Linked DNA regions of Sus scrofa: region 2 is linked to region 1. A link is a contact called in public Hi-C data. All regions are on one chromosome and are shown on one strand. Each heading gives the region's core, a stretch centred on a gene start, on an enhancer-like site or on the middle of the called end of the contact. The rest is flanking DNA. Distances are from core to core; before and after follow the strand shown. Region 1 holds the start of GLYR1 (putative oxidoreductase GLYR1). Region 2 holds the start of SEC14L5 (SEC14-like protein 5).

Region 1 (3,685 bases), core at 379-2,878:
ATTCACAGAAGAAAAATTTTGTCTCCTACTTTCCGAAAAAATACGTTTTATTTTTGTTTCATGTCTTGTTGCATTGGCTAGAACTGCCAGAATGTTAGACAATATATTCTTTGCCATGTTCCTGACTGTAATGGGAATGTCTCTAGGTCCAATGTGATGTTGATTTAAGATCTGTGTATTTTATGAAGTCATTAACGTACCCTTCGATTCCTCAAAAATTAAGTTAGGAAGGTGTGTTGAATTTTAGTGTTCCCTCTTGGAAACTTAAATACGCTTTAAATCATAGATTTGTATTTAAAACAACACAAAATAGTTACCAGTAAATGACACTTCCTGAAACTAGCTGATGGTACTTCAGCGAAACTGAATTCCAAAGAGAAACCAGGCTTCGGACAAGTCAGTTCGCTAAAAACTTCCCGTTTACACCCAGTCTCTGTATAACACGACACCTATGAGAGATGCCCGTGGACCTGCCACTCTTTCATGCAGGCGGTGACTCAAGAAAAGTCCCGGGTAAGTTAACACTTGACTTAGACTCCCTGGGTTCTCAAACTGAGATTGGAACCTTTTTAAAATGTTTTACATTCTATCTGCGATGGTGATATTTAGGCAGACGCTGTGCTAAACTGCTTGTTATTCAAGATTCCCCATTCAATGGTTTAGTTTGAACATACTGAAACTACGCTTAGCGTCTGCCTTCCTGTTGTCAAAACAGCCTGTTTCCAACTTCCCTAAAAGTGTCAAACCACAACAAAGCTTACGTGAGAGCCCAGTTCCCACAAAGACACGTACCTTTGTCCCCGGCGCGACGCAGGCTACGGCCCCGCGGGCCGCACTCGTTCCCCCGTGGCCGTCCTCATGCCGGCCCGGGAGCCCGGGCTGCCGCGCTGCTAGCGGCCGGCCACCGAGCCATGCCTCCCGGCGGTCGGCCGGCCCGCGCCACGGCCCATGGCCCGGTCCCCGCGCGCCCGGGGGGCCTCGCCGGCCGTGCCGACGCGCCGGCCCAGGAGGAAGCAGAGAGACGCCGGCTCCACGTCGGCCGGGCAACTTGGGACTTCGGGACGGGCAGCACTGCGCCCCAGGAGAACGTGCGACGCGGACGCAGGATCGGAGCCTCTCCCTGGACGCCGGCCGTTAGAAAGAGCGCTCCAAAGGACCTGTCCACCCTCCGAAGGACCTGTCCGCCCTCCGGGCGCGGCCGCGAAGAGCCCGTCGGGCGCGAGGCCCCGGGCGCGGGCGGAGGCTGGCTTCCAGGCCGCGCCGAAGTCCGTCAGGGCAGCTGCCGGCTCGGAGACGCGGGCGGCCCCGGGCCCGCGCAGGACTAACGGCCGTAACGGAAGCGCCGAGGGGGAGGGGCTGAAGGCCAGGGCCCTGGGGCGGAGCGGGCCGCAGGACCTGCTCCCTAGCTCGGGGACTCGCTCGCTCCGCCGGCCGCACCGTCGCCGCCGCCTCAGACCGCTGCGCTACGTTGTCACGAGCCGGAGGGAGGGGGAAGAAGCCGGGAGTCTCCGGGCTCCGGCGCGCGGAGACCGCGGCGCCCGGGTCACGTGCCGCTAGGCCGGCCTATGAGCCTGGGCGGGCGCGGTGACGTCAGAGCAGCGGCGTGTCCGGTTACGGTCAGCCCCCGTCACGTGACCGGGCTCACTCCAATGGGCGGCACCGGGACGACCTGATGTTCCCGGCTGCCCGTGCGCCGGCGGTGGTTGGGTGGTAAGATGGCGACTGTGAGTCTGCGGCTCGGCGATTTGGTGTGGTGAGTCCAGGCGGCCCGGGCCGAGTGATGTGCGCTGGGGAGTTGCCTCCCTGTGCGTGGGGTTCGCAGCCCGCCCCGGGGCTGCCTTTCTCTTCGCTTCAGGTGGCGGAGAGTGGGCGAGGCGGGGTGCGGGCGCTGGGAGCGACGCCGGGCGGAAGGGGCAGCCTGGCCCGGGGGGACTGAGGCCGAGGGTGGCCGCGGCGGACCCGGCTTTGAGCTGTGGAGAGGGCTGCGCACAGGACCCGGACTCCAGCGGCCACCGTTTGGGGAGTGCCCAGCGCCGCGCGGCTCCCGCGGACGCCCGGTCCTCGCCTCGGGGTCTGGTTGGGGCTCCCGGGAAAGCGGGAGAGCCGGGGAGCCTGCGGAGCCATCGCGTCCCAGCCTGCCCGTCGAAACCCGCCTTGCGATGGCACCGACCGGTGCGGGCGGCTCAGCCGGGAGTGTCGAAACCGGGCTGCTGGCACTGTCCTGTGAAGAAACGGAGTGGGGACTTCTCCTTTACAACTGGAGGTTTGGCAGGGACCAGTTTCTCCTTGGGTGCTTCCCCTGGTCTGCTTCTGTGTCCCAGACAACCGCCCGAACCAAGACTTACTGTCGCCGCCTCCCTCCAGCTGAGCTGCGTAGCTCATTTCTCAGTCTAGAGGAAGGATTTCCATTAGCATTTGTCAAAGCCGGGTTGGGGGATGAAACCAGACTTTGTAAGGGGAAGTCTGTGTTTACACAGCAGACCGTCCCGCCACCCTCGTCACGTCCCGGGGAGGTTCTGGACAAACGACTCTTGGTAGTTTTGTTTTTCTGTATCCCTTGTCACCGGAAGAATGCACACAAGTTTACAGTTTTGCATTGCATTTCTGAGGGGTTTGGGCCTCTTGGGCCCAGCTGTGGATGCCACAATAAGAACTTCTGGTTCCCAGCTTTTTCTATTCTGGCACTTGAGCGTCGAAGGGGAGATTTAGGAAAATAAATTGCATGTTGAGTGGGTTGAAGGAGACGGACTGGCCTTTCCAGGGCAAATGCTGACTCTTTGTGTTTTCTCTAGGGGGAAACTCGGCCGGTATCCTCCTTGGCCGGGAAAGGTGAGTGACTGGCGGACATCTGAAGTTGAGTTTGAGGAGGTGGAGAGTATAAGATGCAGTCCCTTGAATTCCTAACATTGAGTTTAACTGGGCCTATTTAAATAACATTGGAGAATTTTTTTTTCCTCCACTGTCAGTTTTTTTAGAAAAGGCAGTGTAATTTAAACCACGTCATTAAATCTACAGTATGTTATTGTTTCTTGAATCAGAGGTGGTTTGTGGAAAAGTCTTTTCATCCTGAAAATCCTTTCTAACTTGAATTTAGCTTTGCACATAAATCTAATAAATGGAGAAGAAAACAAATTTTCCAGTAAGAAAAATCTAAATGTAGGCTAGTGAAAAGTCAAAGTATTTTTGTCCCACTGAGTTTAAATCTTCTTTGCATTTTACCATATGTGCTGCTCCAGTGCATTGCAGAAGCTGGCATTCCACGTTTTGCACGAAGTGATCCTTCATAGCTTTCCAACCGATCTGTTTTTATATTCTTGTTTGGAGCCTAGGAAATGTCTTCAGACTCTTTGCAGTATGGCATTTTCAGTGTCTCGGTGTTGTCACTGTTACTTCATTGTCACTGTTGACCTGTCTGAACTCTTCCTGCACAGAGGTATTTTTAAGAGTGTTTTCTGCGTTTCTTCCATAATGACAGGGTCACATTACAGGAGGTAATGATGTTGGTCTGCTTTTAAAACAGGGCCGTTTTAGTAAAAGGGATATTGTATCTACTGAACACTGTGTTACATGACAGACACAGGGAACTTCTAGAATATTTGCACATTTCCACGTCTCAGTAGAAGAGTGCCAGATTTGGACATAAAATAGGCCCTGTGTTTGGTTTTGTTTTTTTAAGATGTATTTC
Region 2 (3,572 bases), core at 671-3,170, 110 kb before region 1:
TTGCCGTATCTTACCAGGGAGGGAGGCTCTGAGAGGCAGAGTGGTGGCCCCAAGAAGGAACCCCTCATCTACCTGTCTCCAGCTCCTGCCCCACAGTGTGCAGACCACTGAGCCAGGAGGCTGAGGGCTCAGGAGCCAATTCTGTGCCACCTAGTTAGTCTGAACCCTGAAAACAGCTGCTCCCAGGCCCTCCCTGCCCACTGGCATCCCCCCCTTTCCTGGTCTTAGCTTTCTTGGAAGAGAAGGAAGGGGAGCAGAGGGGAGGGGTGGGAGCAGAGGGAGGACACTGGGGGTGTTGTGGCTAAACTCTAGGTTCTGGAGCCACTGTCCACACCCCCTTGTGGATCCAGGCCTGGCTTTCCCTCTTCCTGGCCCCAGAACTTAAAGCCGTCCTTTCACCTGTCCAAGCTTCACTTTAGTGGAGGTAAAATGAGAATGAGAAGAGCTGCTGGAAATTACACGAAATAACATCTGTAAAGACTTAACGCCACAGACCCTCAGTGAATGGCTGCTGTCATCATCATTAGTATATATATAATAATAACTATTATTATTACACAAAATGACAGCAGTGGTTTGGCCCCTGACATGCTTGTTTTCTATTGAAGGGGACCGAGATAAGAGGACAGATAAGCTTCAACAAGGAAAGGAGGGAAAGACCTTGTGTTTTGGTCAGTGGGCAAGGGTTCCGGAAGTTGTGATGAAAGGTGGGACGGCCAGGCGAAGGGTCCTGGTTAGAGGCTGGACCCACCCAGTCAGTGGAGTAGCTCATTAATTCCTTCTGATCGGGGGGTTCAAGGGGGTCTCCCTCTTCTTACCATCAGAGCTGACCTCTGGTATCCCTCCACCCGTCACACAAGGGACCTCAGGGTCGGGGGTCACTCACCGCCATGACCAGCTCGAACGGGTACTTGTAGACGCGGACAGGAGACTGGTACTTCTGCACCATGTTCTTGCAGGACGACCAGCGAGAGCCACCCAGGCAGGAAGTGGGCACGGAGCCTGAGTGAGGGCGACTGGTGAGGCGGCAGCGCCCACCCTGTGAAGCAGGAGCCCTGCCCACTGCTCCCTAGCCAGGGGCAGGCCCACCCTTGGCGCCACCCACACATCTCCTCAAGTCAAGGGGGCCAGGGATCCCCAGATTACTTTGGGCCAGTCCCCAAACCCCTGTTCTGTCCGTTACCCTTGGCCCCCGACCACTCTCCCTCCTCAGGATTAATCGGTACACACAACGTTTGGGCCCCACCCCTTCATGCTGAGGGTCATGGAAAACCCAGTAAGTCCAAATGGAAACACATACATTCGCAGTTCTCACACTCCCACAATTCCTTCACCCACGCAGCCCACAGCCTGCCACCGACATCCGGAACACACAGTCCCCCCAAGATTCATTGCACCTGCCCTCCCATTTTCCTCCAAGACACATTAACATTCAGTCCTCACCAAATTTCACACGCACACACATGTACGACTGCCCTCCCACACGGGGCTGCCCTTGCAAACGCACTCAACTTTGCACACACACCCAGCTCCCCGGAGCACGCACCTACCCAACTCCAGGCTCTCATATAATTCTCCTGATGCGCACAGACGTTCACACACATGCACACACACCGATGTACACGCACACACGCACATCCCCCCCCACCCCCAGCCCTGCTCACCGTCGCCCTCGGAGTCTCCTGGGACACAGCCCCAGGGCAGTGCGGAGCTGAGCCCTCCAGGGTCCCCTGCGGCCGCCTGGCCCGAAGCTCAGAGCCTGGGACTGGGTGCAGCTGCGGTCGCTGAGCTGGGGGCGTCTGATCCTGCACACCCTGCGGCCGGGCGGGTCAGGGAGGGACTTAAGGGACGGGAGCTAGCCCTGCCGGGGCGGGAGCGCTCCAGGACCCAGGACAGCGGAGATCTTGGACTGGCTCCGCCCTCGTCCCCCCAGCCAACCCCTTTCCTCCGCCCCCGGCTCAGCCATGGCCCCGCCCAGATTTACCCCGCCCTGGGCAGGCCCCGCCCCAGCCTGGCCCCGCCTTGGACTGGCCCCATCCCAGTCTTAGTCCCGCCTTTTATTCTACACTTCCTTGTTTGACCACGCCCCGCCCCGCCCTTCCTCCCGTATGGCCCCGCCTCACGCAGGCCCCGCCTCCATAGGTCCCGCCCCTAAAGCACTCGCCTCGCGCGTGGCCCAGCCCCAGGAAGACCCCGCCCCCAGGCTGCGGCTCTAATCTAGCTCTGCCTCCAGGCGAACCCTTGCTTGTCCCGCCCCTCTATCCCAGTACAGTTCCCTAACTCGGGCCAACCCTCTCTCCTCCTGGACTCTGAGTCCGGTCCCTCCACTGGCCACGCCCCAGAACCCTCTCGGTTCTGCCCCGAGTAGCAGGCCTGTCGGTATCTGGTATCTTTCATTCACTTTGCAGTTGTTTACACATCGCTTAAGTGTTAGGACTTATCAAGTGCTGAAGAGTCATCAGTGAACAAAACAGGTAGAGTTTTGTGGAGTTTACATTCCAGTGGGGGAGACAGACATTCGATAAGTGAGCCAAATATATAGCATTATGTGAGATGGGGGAAAATGCCAAGGTGAAAAAAATAAACAGGGAAGGGATTCAAGGAGTGAAGGAGGTCCTGTTGTGGCTCAGCGGAAATGAACTGGGCTAGTACCCATAAGGATGCGGGTTCGATCCCTGGCCTCGCTCAGCGGGTTGATACGGCAGGGAGAGTGTGTACAGGGAGACAGATATATCATTACACTTGTGACAACCAATCCTTTTTCTTCCTTCCTAGCATTGTGTCACACTCTGCAATCACCTCCTTTATTCATCCATTCATTTATTTGTAGGTCTGTCCAAGGAGAGCGTGAGCTCCGCGAGAGCAGAGACTGTGTCTTGTCTGTCTTATTCATTTGCCCCACGGCAGCAGGGTCTTCCTGGGGATCTGGCAGCCGTAGATGCTCAGTGCGTTTTCTTGGCTAAAGGTTGTCCAGGGTAGAAATGGAGCACGCGATTCCTATCATTGCCACAAGGTGGCAGCAAAAGACCGTCAATGGCTCCTTCTTGGTTAAGGTTATCAAAGCTGGAAATGGAGCGCACGATTCCCATCCTTGCCACAAGGTGGCAGCAAAAGACTGTCAATGGCTCCTTCTTGGGTAAGGCTAAAAATAGAGTGCACGGCCCCCATCTTCGCCACACGGTAGCAGCAAAAGCCCGTCCACGGCTCCTTGGGTCTTCTAGAAGGGGAAATTGCTGGGCAAGGTAGGAGTAGAGGGAAGATCCGCTCTACTGTAGGTTCATCAGAGAAATTCCCAGGCTCCTCCCCGACGTCCGTGCAGGGCACCAAGTGCTCGTTCACACTGTTGGCGGTTGTGACAACACGAGAGGCTTGAGTTGACCCAAGATAATCAGAGCGGAATGTTTACACCTGAAAGGATCGGGAGGGGCAATCTGTTTTCTCGGGCACCATTTGAGAAGAGCCTGGGCACGTGCTTGTTCGCCAGCTCCTCACGTGGTTCTTTTAAACAGACGCGTCTGGCCGTGCTGGCTAGCAGATCTTGGAGGGCACTCCCGGGGATTCCTTAGGGAACC

The links. A called contact is a pair of places that touch in the nucleus more often than the background predicts.
Region 2: a Hi-C map of embryonic fibroblasts shows a contact between it and region 1, with 3 times the contacts expected there. The contact joins the promoter of SEC14L5 here to the promoter of GLYR1 in region 1. A contact is called at or near these places in 3 of 5 promoter capture datasets (fetal skeletal muscle and liver) and 6 of 47 Hi-C or Micro-C datasets (embryonic fibroblasts, heart right ventricle, liver and 1 more).

What each region holds. Positions count from the first base shown.
Region 1 is chr3:37,553,729-37,557,413 of Sscrofa11.1, forward strand. It overlaps GLYR1 (putative oxidoreductase GLYR1), which reads left to right and starts at 1,629. Exons shown (of 16, transcript XM_013995678.2): 1 at 1,629-1,753; 2 at 2,793-2,829. The coding sequence starts at 1,716. It overlaps UBN1 (ubinuclein-1), which reads right to left and starts at 1,527. Exons shown (of 17, transcript XM_021086662.1): 1 at 793-1,527.
Region 2 is chr3:37,441,208-37,444,779 of Sscrofa11.1, forward strand. It overlaps SEC14L5 (SEC14-like protein 5), which reads right to left and starts at 1,921. Exons shown (of 16, transcript XM_003124623.4): 1 at 1,665-1,921; 2 at 887-1,002. The coding sequence starts at 949.